3 separate regions of the Oryctolagus cuniculus genome follow, and regions 1 and 3 are each linked to region 2. The links are chromatin contacts, called in public Micro-C maps. All regions are on one chromosome and are shown on one strand. The core of a region is the stretch at or near the end of the contact, and the rest is flanking DNA. Distances in the headings are between cores, read along the strand shown.

Region 1 (2,700 bases), core at 64-2,563, 150 kb after region 2:
CATACAAAATACTGACTAGTGCTGTTATAGGCAGTTACTCTGAACAAATGCAGATCTTCTCAGATCTTGCTCGGATTCATATTGATAGTGACGATCAGTGGAAACCTGGATTAATAGTGTCCACACGCTGAGTGGTCCTGGTGCCCTGTGCAAGTCCTGTAGCCACTGAGCCTCAGCCTCTCTTCTTGAAATAATTCAGTCAGTTATCCCACTGATACTTAAGATTGAATGAGATAACTTGGGCAGTAGCTGACTTAATGGTCCTCATATTCAGTATACTGATTATTCCATGTGTTTAGTGTAAATCTGCCCAAACAGATATTAAGGTCAGGGGTTAAAAAAAAAGTCAACACTTAAGAGGAAATGAAGGAAATAGAACATTCTTCTCTCAGGAATTTAAACAGGAGCCCTGGGGTTAGTGTTGTTATTTTGAACTAAACAAAAACTGATGTCGATGCTATATATAAGTATCAATTTGCTCTTAGCTTAGCTACTGGGCAGAACATACAGGGAATATGCAGAAGAGCCAGAAAAGTAGCTTTGTGGGAATGTAACCAGTGGAGTTCTGAGGAAGCGTCCTCACATGTGATTCAGCTAGCCCAAAAGGAAGTTCATATCGGGTTTTCCTGGTGACTAATGAACCAACACAGCTGCACAACACAGTGGACTAAGGATGAAATAAATACCATGGGAAGCTAGATGAGCATAATTTGAAGTCGACAGCAGAAAGGGCGAGCAGCAGGTAGAGCCCACGAGGCCCCAGGGAATATTAGCAACTAGACCAGGTCAGCCCAGCGGTCATGTTGCAGAACCCTCGCGGGGCGGGGAGCTGGCCCCAGATTGTGTCTTGTGGGCCGGCCAGTGCAAGAGGAGGCAGCTTCACTCATTGACTGACTGAGCTGGCCCCAGAGAGGAAAATGGTAATTTACTTATTAATCAGAGTGCTGTGTCGCTCGGGTTGATAATCTCCGAGAACATTTCCTGGTATGAGTTATGAATGTGATGACTGGGGCTCTTCTGGGGCGATGAGCAGCATTCTCGGATTGGAGGGAACTGCAGCATCAGTGCAGAGTGACTTCCTGGGTCCTGCAGGGGCATAAGAAACCTTGCTGAGAGCCTGGTTGGCTCTCTGTGAGGTGCCACATGGCTCTGTTTGAACAGTGTGCTGGTTCCGTGAAAAAAATCAGGAAGGTAGGCTTCCATTCCCCAACCAGTGCCACTGTCTGGCTGGAATATGGTGGGATGGGACCACTGCCCAGGCCCAGGCGATCTTTGGTCATTCTCAGTGACTGCTCTGTGGGGACTGAGGAGTGTGGCCCTGGGTTCATTTAGCACTGCATCCATCGGACACTTTCTGTCTCATGATTGTCTACACTGATTCCGGGACCCGGCTCATCCTGGACCTTCACTGCTGCATCACAGAGCCAGAGGACTCACCTCCCCCTGTGTAGCTGCCCTTGGAGGAGACTGGGCCAGGAAGGATTTGGTAACTCAGAGGGGCCCCGAAGTGCCACGGCTGGGTTGAAAGCTGCTCAGCCCCAGATATCACATGTTGGAAGCAGCTTCTCTCCCTGCTTATTACCATTTGTGAGGTGTGTTTGGGCAGCAGACCTGGGAGAGCTTCTGTCTAAGGCTGAATCACAAATACCCATCTTGATCCCTGGCACCCGATTGATCATCTTGTGTTTGTCATGCCTGCTGGCTGCCAGCTGGAAGACCACTGCTTTGGGCCTTGGCTAGGTAGGTGCACAAAGCCCGCCCTTCCCCAATTTCATCTCTAAATGTATCCTAAATTTACATCCTCTGCTCTCACCTCTCCCTTCCCTGGGAGGTCTGCACACATTGATCTTATCACAGCACATGACACCAGATGAACCCCAGTGTTTGGAGAGACGCATAGGAAAATTAGGTTGGTTTGTTTAAATCATAGGACCTGGTGATAATCCTGGATTATTTCTGGTTTCCAGGCCTCTTCCACTAACAGAACAACTAGTGTGCCAGGGGATGAAATGTGTGCAGTGTTTGTTTAGCACCATGCAACCACAAACCATCGGCCCCCTTTTACCTTGCAGGCTCCTCTGTGCCAGAGTGCTCAATAAATTGAAAGAGGCCTCACTGTGGGAATGGAGGGGTTTGGCACAAGGAGCTTCTGAATCCACTGAGATGGGCAGTGTCCCCACCTCCCTGTCCTGAACCCCTTCTTATATATGGTTATGTTGAATAGACACATGCTCTTTTATTTCTCAAGCCAGCATTTATCTTTGATGTTGCCTAGGGCTGGCCAGTGTTGGAACAACTTCTAAATATAGGCGCGCTAGCAGACTAAATCTTTTGAGCCTGGCAGTAGTTCAGTTGGCCAGCGCCCTTATTTTTTTTATTTGATTTATTGTTGCCGTTTCTGCCAGGTTGAACTGTGCTGTTTCAGAGTGCCCAGCCCAGAATTACTCAGCCTATGTCTGGATCCAGCAGCCATGGGCCGCAAGCAGGTGATAACCAGATTCACCTGATGTGATAACCAGATTCAGCTAACTTACTTAGCAGGCCATTATCAAACCTTGTAAGGGCAGCTCAGCAAGACACGAAAGAACCTGTAAGACCCAAAGGGAAATGGAAAGAGGCCACAGAGTAAGAAAACATGAGAAACAATACCAGTCACATGGGAAAAGGGAACCAGTTTGCCTTGGATCCTGGCATCTTAGG
Region 2 (2,700 bases), core at 158-2,657:
TTCACTCTCCAAATGCCTCAATGGCCTGGACTGGGTCAGGACAGAGCCAGGAGCCTGGAACTCCATCTGGGTGCAGGGGCCCAAGCACTTGGGCCATCTTTTCCTGCAGAGGGCCATCTTTTCCAGCAGAGGGGAGCTGGATCCGAAGTGGAGTAGCTGGGACTGGAACCGTCCTTCCTATGGGATGCTGGTGTCGCGGGTGCTGGCTCAACCCTGGCACCTCCATCAACTTTTTGATGCCCCTTCATGTTTATGTAAAGCCTATGGTAGCTAATCAAAGTAGAAATAGTTACTTGGTTTTGCTTAAAGCGAGATGTAGCAGACTAACATTAGGCATTAGGGACAGCCAATGGAGATAGGCCGCAGCCCCTGCAGGTGTGATGCCGAGGACTCTCGGGAACCATGGGTGGGCTGCTTTTTCGTTATTACCAGTGGTTGAAACTGAAAAGGAATGCCTTTTATATCACTGACCCTCTGCCTACCTGTAACATCTTGATTTGTTTCGGCTGCTGCTTCCTTTTCACAAAGAGCTTTTCATCTGGCTCTGCATTTTTTTCCTTTTCTGCTTTGCTCCTGATGCCTCTCTTGCTATAGCTCCCTTGAGATGCCTCTGCATCTTGTATTTGGGATTTTGTTTTCCAGGGGCGCTTAGCTCTTGCTCTTTGTGTCTGCCAGGACTGATGGGGTCGGCCAGCCTTTGTCGTGCCTCTACTGCGTGTGTGTGTGTGTGTGTGTGTGTGTGTGTAGAGTTCTCTTCTGCCCATGCTCATGGCCAGGGCCTCTCCTCTCCTTGACACAACATTCTCTGTGTCCTGCATGCTCTGTCTTCACTTCCTTTCTCTCCTGTTTCTCCATGGGAAGGGCTGTTTTCTTTAGCAGACTTGGTATTTTGGGAGTGAGAAAGTGTTGACTTTGGGGCTCTCCCCTGCAGCCCCTCCCTGCGAGCATAAGGGGAAGCCCTCAGCTTCAGAAGTTTTGGAGAAACATCACCTTTCTTCTTTTCGCCCACGGCCCCAAGGGTTTAACTTGAGGCAAATTAAGGTTGGCTTAGATATCCCAGGTGCCTAGGAGCCCTCTGATTTTTCCCAAGCCCACCTTAATCATGTGGGTTCCTGTAATGGGTGGGATTAGTACTGGAACTCTGAGCCAGCCACAGTGCAGTGCAGTGTGGGCCTGTCTGGGGGACAGCTCTTTGAATAGAGAGATCCGCCTACTGCTGGTTAGGAATCCCTTGGTGAGGTGTCCGATTGACATGTGGCCAGCCGGCCCTGTTTACTGTACTTTGTGTGTGTGTGTGTGTGTGTGTGTGTGTGTGTGTGTCTGAGGCAGGCAGACAGGCCTGTAGCGGCCCCTCTTGTGCGTCAGCCCCTGAGGTCAGGTTTTCCGTCCTGACTCACGCGTGTCAGGGCTGCTGCAGCGATTGGTGGACCCGGGCTGTGCAGCATTTCCTCCATCGGATTCGGCAGCCCAGAGCCGCAGCGAGGTTTGATTTGGCTTGCGGCAGCCTTTTCCGAATGTGAATTTGGATGCAGTACAGTAAGTCCTCTAAGAAAAGGAGGCGAAGGAGAGAAAGGCAGTGCTCTTTAGCTGGAAATACCGGGGGAGGGGGGACGGCGAGGAACAGGGAAACCATAACCCGGAGCGTGGCGCTCAGGGCCAGCCTGCAGTCTCCAGGCCGGGCGCTCCCTGCACTGGGGGGCGGGCACAGGGGCCGGCCTTGTGCCCCTGCTCCGCGCCGCGCCGCCTCCTCCAGGCCTCCTCCAGCCGTCTGAGTGTGAGCCGGCAGCCAGGCCGTTTCCTGCTGACGTGGCCTCCCGCAGCCCCGCAGAACAGAGCCGCCTCAGTACGCTGAGGAAGCAGCAGCCCAGCGCATGAATCACCGGCGGCATAAGGAACACGTTCAGAGGGGAAAGCGCCTCCCCTCTGCAGGTTTCCTTCTAGATACACTTGAAAGACACCTTTCTTAGTGGAAGGGAGTAGGAGGGAAGAATGCCTCACACAGAGGCTGGCTTGGCCACAGCAAGGCTTTCTAATCAGCAGGAGTCCACTGGCGGGGTGGGGCTGTCTGAGGGGCTTGCTCCCGCCCCACAGCGTTCTGCTGCTCTTGCAGAGGTGGGCTGGGATGTGAGAGCCCAGCCTTGTCCCGCAGGCAGATATGAGACTGTGTCCTGGTGGAAGTAGCTCTCAGCTTGGTAGGAACAGGAGAGAAGGACTTTGAGCAAATCCTGTGGTGTGATTTCTCGTCCAGGGCTTGGATGTTCCACCTGATGCTCAGTGGAGGCTTGTATTCCAGCTACCCTCAAATACTGCTTGCTTGTGCTTGTTTGAAGTTTCAGGACAGCTCCTTGTTTTTGTTTTGTTTTTAAAGATTTAAAGAGCAGGAATCTTCCAACTGCTGGTTCGTGCCCCAGATGGCCACAACGAAGCCAGGTGCATGCAATGCTAGCCCCTGGAATAGCTCCTAGTTGCCTTCTTCTAATAGGGCTTCCCCTGCCCCCCACAGCAAAGGTGTTATGGAATTTTAGAGTGAGGAGGGCCTTCAATTCTTAGATGCAGACCTTCTGTGGTGTTAATCCGTTCTTTCAGTTACTGCAGAACCTTTTCCTTGGTTTGTCTCACGTGAGCCCCCATCTGAAACAGATGGATGTGAGGTCGAGGGACACAGGTCCACTTTACCTGTTCATCTTTAAACTGGTGATG
Region 3 (2,700 bases), core at 23-2,522, 130 kb before region 2:
TAGACAGAGGGGAGGCACAAAGGGACCCAGGTGACTCTGGGTTAAACTGGGCTGGAGGGCATGGCTCAGGGGGAAGCTGGCAAGGCCAAGGCTGGAGTCCAGTTGGGTCTGGTGGGACCGGTCCCCTGTGCCTGCATGAGAGCCTGGACCGTGCTCTGTGGCTCCTGGGGAACCCTTGCCTTTTTTCTGTGTTTGCCCACACAGAACTATGACCCAGGATTGGACCGGTAATTTAGAAAGACGGCTTCAAGGGGCTGGCGTTGTGGTACAGTCGATTAAGCTGCTGCTTGCCATGTTGGGCATCCTGCATTGGAGTACTCGGGTCAGTCCCGGCTACCTCAATTCGGATCCAGCTCCCTGCTAATGCACCTGGGAAGGCAGCAGAAGGCAGCCCAAGTACTTCGGCCCCTGCCACCCACTTGGGAGAGCTGGATGGAGTTCCTGGCTCCTAGTTTAACAGTTGAGGCCTAGTGCAGTTACTCAGAATTCCTCCCGGGGCAGCCATGGAAGGCAAGGGCTTCTCTGCGTGAACCTCAGTTCTCCTTTCCTGATATCCCTTGTTAATTTGAGGGGAAGAATGGGATGGGGGTCTATAAACCTTCGTGAGCCTGAGTAACGGGAACACACGCATTTGACTCAAGTAATACAAACCTAACGGTCACCTTATGAGTCCTATAGTGATCCCTGCGCTGTGCTGTGCTCGACAGGTACAGATAAGAGCAAGGCATATTCCGAGAGTGCATACTGGCTAATGAAGGGGGAAACAGGCATTTCCACTCGGTTAAGTGAGCTGGTGCCACGTGAGCTGCGAGAACAAAAGCGGTGGCAATACAGAAAGGAGTGCCAGAACAGCACACTGGGTGTCTGCGGGGATTAACAACAGAAATAAAGGAAATATAGGTGTAAATGAAAAAAATGTGTCAGGGCTTCAGCTTTGTGACTGAGCTCACACTGTTTATCCCGGTGTTTTGGCGATCTGCAGAGCGCGCACCGTCCCGGTTCGGGCGTCGCCGGTTCTTCCACGCCTCAGACCTCCCTAGTCCGGCTGAGTCAAAAGGAGTTCCAGCTCGGTGAGGCTGTGCGGGGGCCAGCCAGCGAGGCTCCCCCAGCTCCAGCGCGTCTGCGATTGTGTCGGCGGGACTACTCGGCGGTTTACGGCAGTGGGCGGGCCCCAAATCCCCATGTGGTCCCGACATCATTGACATGGCGGAATCCCCCATCAAACCCTCCTGGTAGTTATTTGAGCGGCGGCGGCGGCCGGAGGAGGAGGAGGAGGAGAGCAGCGGCGGCGGCGGCGGCGGCGGCGGCGGGAGCAGCGAAGGGGGCGGCAGGGATCCTGCGGGCTGCCGACTGGGAAGGCGTGGGCGACGCGTGTGTGGCGCGCCCGGAGCCCCGCGTTTCAGCCCCAGGGAAGGTAAGGCGTGCAGGCGCCCGGGGGCTGCAGCCCACCGGGACCCCGCGCTCGGCCGCCTGCTCCCGGCGCGCTGGAAAGCCCCGGCCGGACGCCTAGTCCGCCAAAGTGCGTTCCCGTCCCGGGAGCGCTCTGGGCTTCCCGGGGAAAACTTGGCGCCGGAGTGCGGGGGAGCCCCGCGAACACGGGGCCCGTGAGGGGGCGGCCTCTCCTGTCTGCCCCCCACCCCCACCGCCGTCCCCCCCTCCCCGGCCCGCGCTCGCCGGGGTCTGGAGGAGGGAGGGACGGGCTTGATTCCTCCCGTGGGGAAGAAAAGCCGGGCAGCTGCCCCCGGCCTCCCCCTCCCCAGCCTCCCGCGGCCGAGGTCCGAGGAATCCGCTCCCCCGCCCGGAATCCCCGCGGCAGGAACGCCGGCGGGAGGGGGAGGCGGCGGCGGCCGGCCGAGGAATCTCCGACGTGTCACTTTCCGAGGCTGTAGATTTCCATATGGTGGAGGGCGGAGGCGCGCGTGCCAAGTGGGGCTGCGAGTCGGGGGGCGGCGCGGGCCCGGGGGCACGGACTCCGGCGCTGGCCGGGAGGGTCCCGCGCCCTCGCCGCGGGCCGCCCGCCCCCGGCCCGGCCCCTACGGGACACTCCCCGCCTCGCCGCTGGCCACCTTCGAGCGCGCCACGTCCTCCCTCCCCGTCCTGCCCCACAGGCTCCCCCCCGGGCTGGGGGCGGTAACCGGCGGCCGCGGCCGGACTTGGCGAGCCTGGCGGCTGGGAGCTCGGGCGGGGGAGCGGGGCGCGGCGGGAAGACGCGGGCGACCCGGAACGTGGCCAGCGGAGCTCCGGTCAGTCGGTCACCCCCGAGGGGCGCCGCGGCCGGGGGTGGGGCGGCGGGCGGAATCCGCACCCCGAGGCGGCCGCGAGGGGCCGGGCGGGCCGGGGCCGGGGCCGCGCGGACCGTCTGGTGGCCGTGGCGGGGCGGGGGCGGCCGGCGTGGGAAGGGCCTGTCACCCTGGGCAGAAAGCCGGGCCCCGGGCTGTGCCCGCGAACTTTCCCTGGCGTCCCGGTCGAAGACGCGGACCCGGGCCCGGCGTCCCGGGAGACGGGCTGGGCCGCCGAGGCGCCGTTGGCGGGGAGGCTTCCAGGAGTGCGCTGTGGGAGTTGGAGATTTTCGAATCCCAGATCCCAGCCTGCCCGCTCCGGCGAGAGGAAGCGCTGGCATTTTTATCCAGACAGTGCCGTTTGCAGACTTCCTTCCAAGTTACAACTTTTTATTTTCTCTCCTCTTCAGCGCAGCATTTT

Evidence for each region. A called contact is a pair of places that touch in the nucleus more often than the background predicts.
Region 1: a contact with region 2 is called in a Micro-C map of ear pinna, with 2.7 times the contacts expected there. The contact joins two enhancer-like sites. A contact is called at or near these places in 2 of 6 Hi-C or Micro-C datasets (ear pinna and psoas muscle).
Region 3: a contact with region 2 is called in a Micro-C map of ear pinna, with 2.0 times the contacts expected there. The contact joins the promoter of FNDC3B here to the enhancer-like site in region 2. A contact is called at or near these places in 2 of 6 Hi-C or Micro-C datasets (ear pinna and an unstated tissue).

The regions. Positions count from the first base shown.
Region 1 is chr4:107,916,109-107,918,808 of mOryCun1.1, reverse strand. All of the region lies in intron 11 of FNDC3B (fibronectin type III domain containing 3B), which reads left to right. Among named protein-coding and RNA genes, the nearest start is that of GHSR, 130 kb to the right of the region's middle. Within about 2 kb of position 1,313, at least 3 of the 8 cell types and tissues checked have an H3K27ac peak or open chromatin away from gene starts, as enhancers often do. A contact at or near this core is called in ear pinna, where this site is marked.
Region 2 is chr4:108,070,543-108,073,242 of mOryCun1.1, reverse strand. All of the region lies in intron 3 of FNDC3B (fibronectin type III domain containing 3B), which reads left to right. Among named protein-coding and RNA genes, the nearest start is that of FNDC3B, 130 kb to the left of the region's middle. Within about 2 kb of position 1,407, at least 7 of the 8 cell types and tissues checked have an H3K27ac peak or open chromatin away from gene starts, as enhancers often do. A contact at or near this core is called in ear pinna, where this site is marked.
Region 3 is chr4:108,199,988-108,202,687 of mOryCun1.1, reverse strand. It overlaps FNDC3B (fibronectin type III domain containing 3B), which reads left to right and starts at 1,272. Exons shown (of 25, transcript XM_070072505.1): 1 at 1,272-1,414.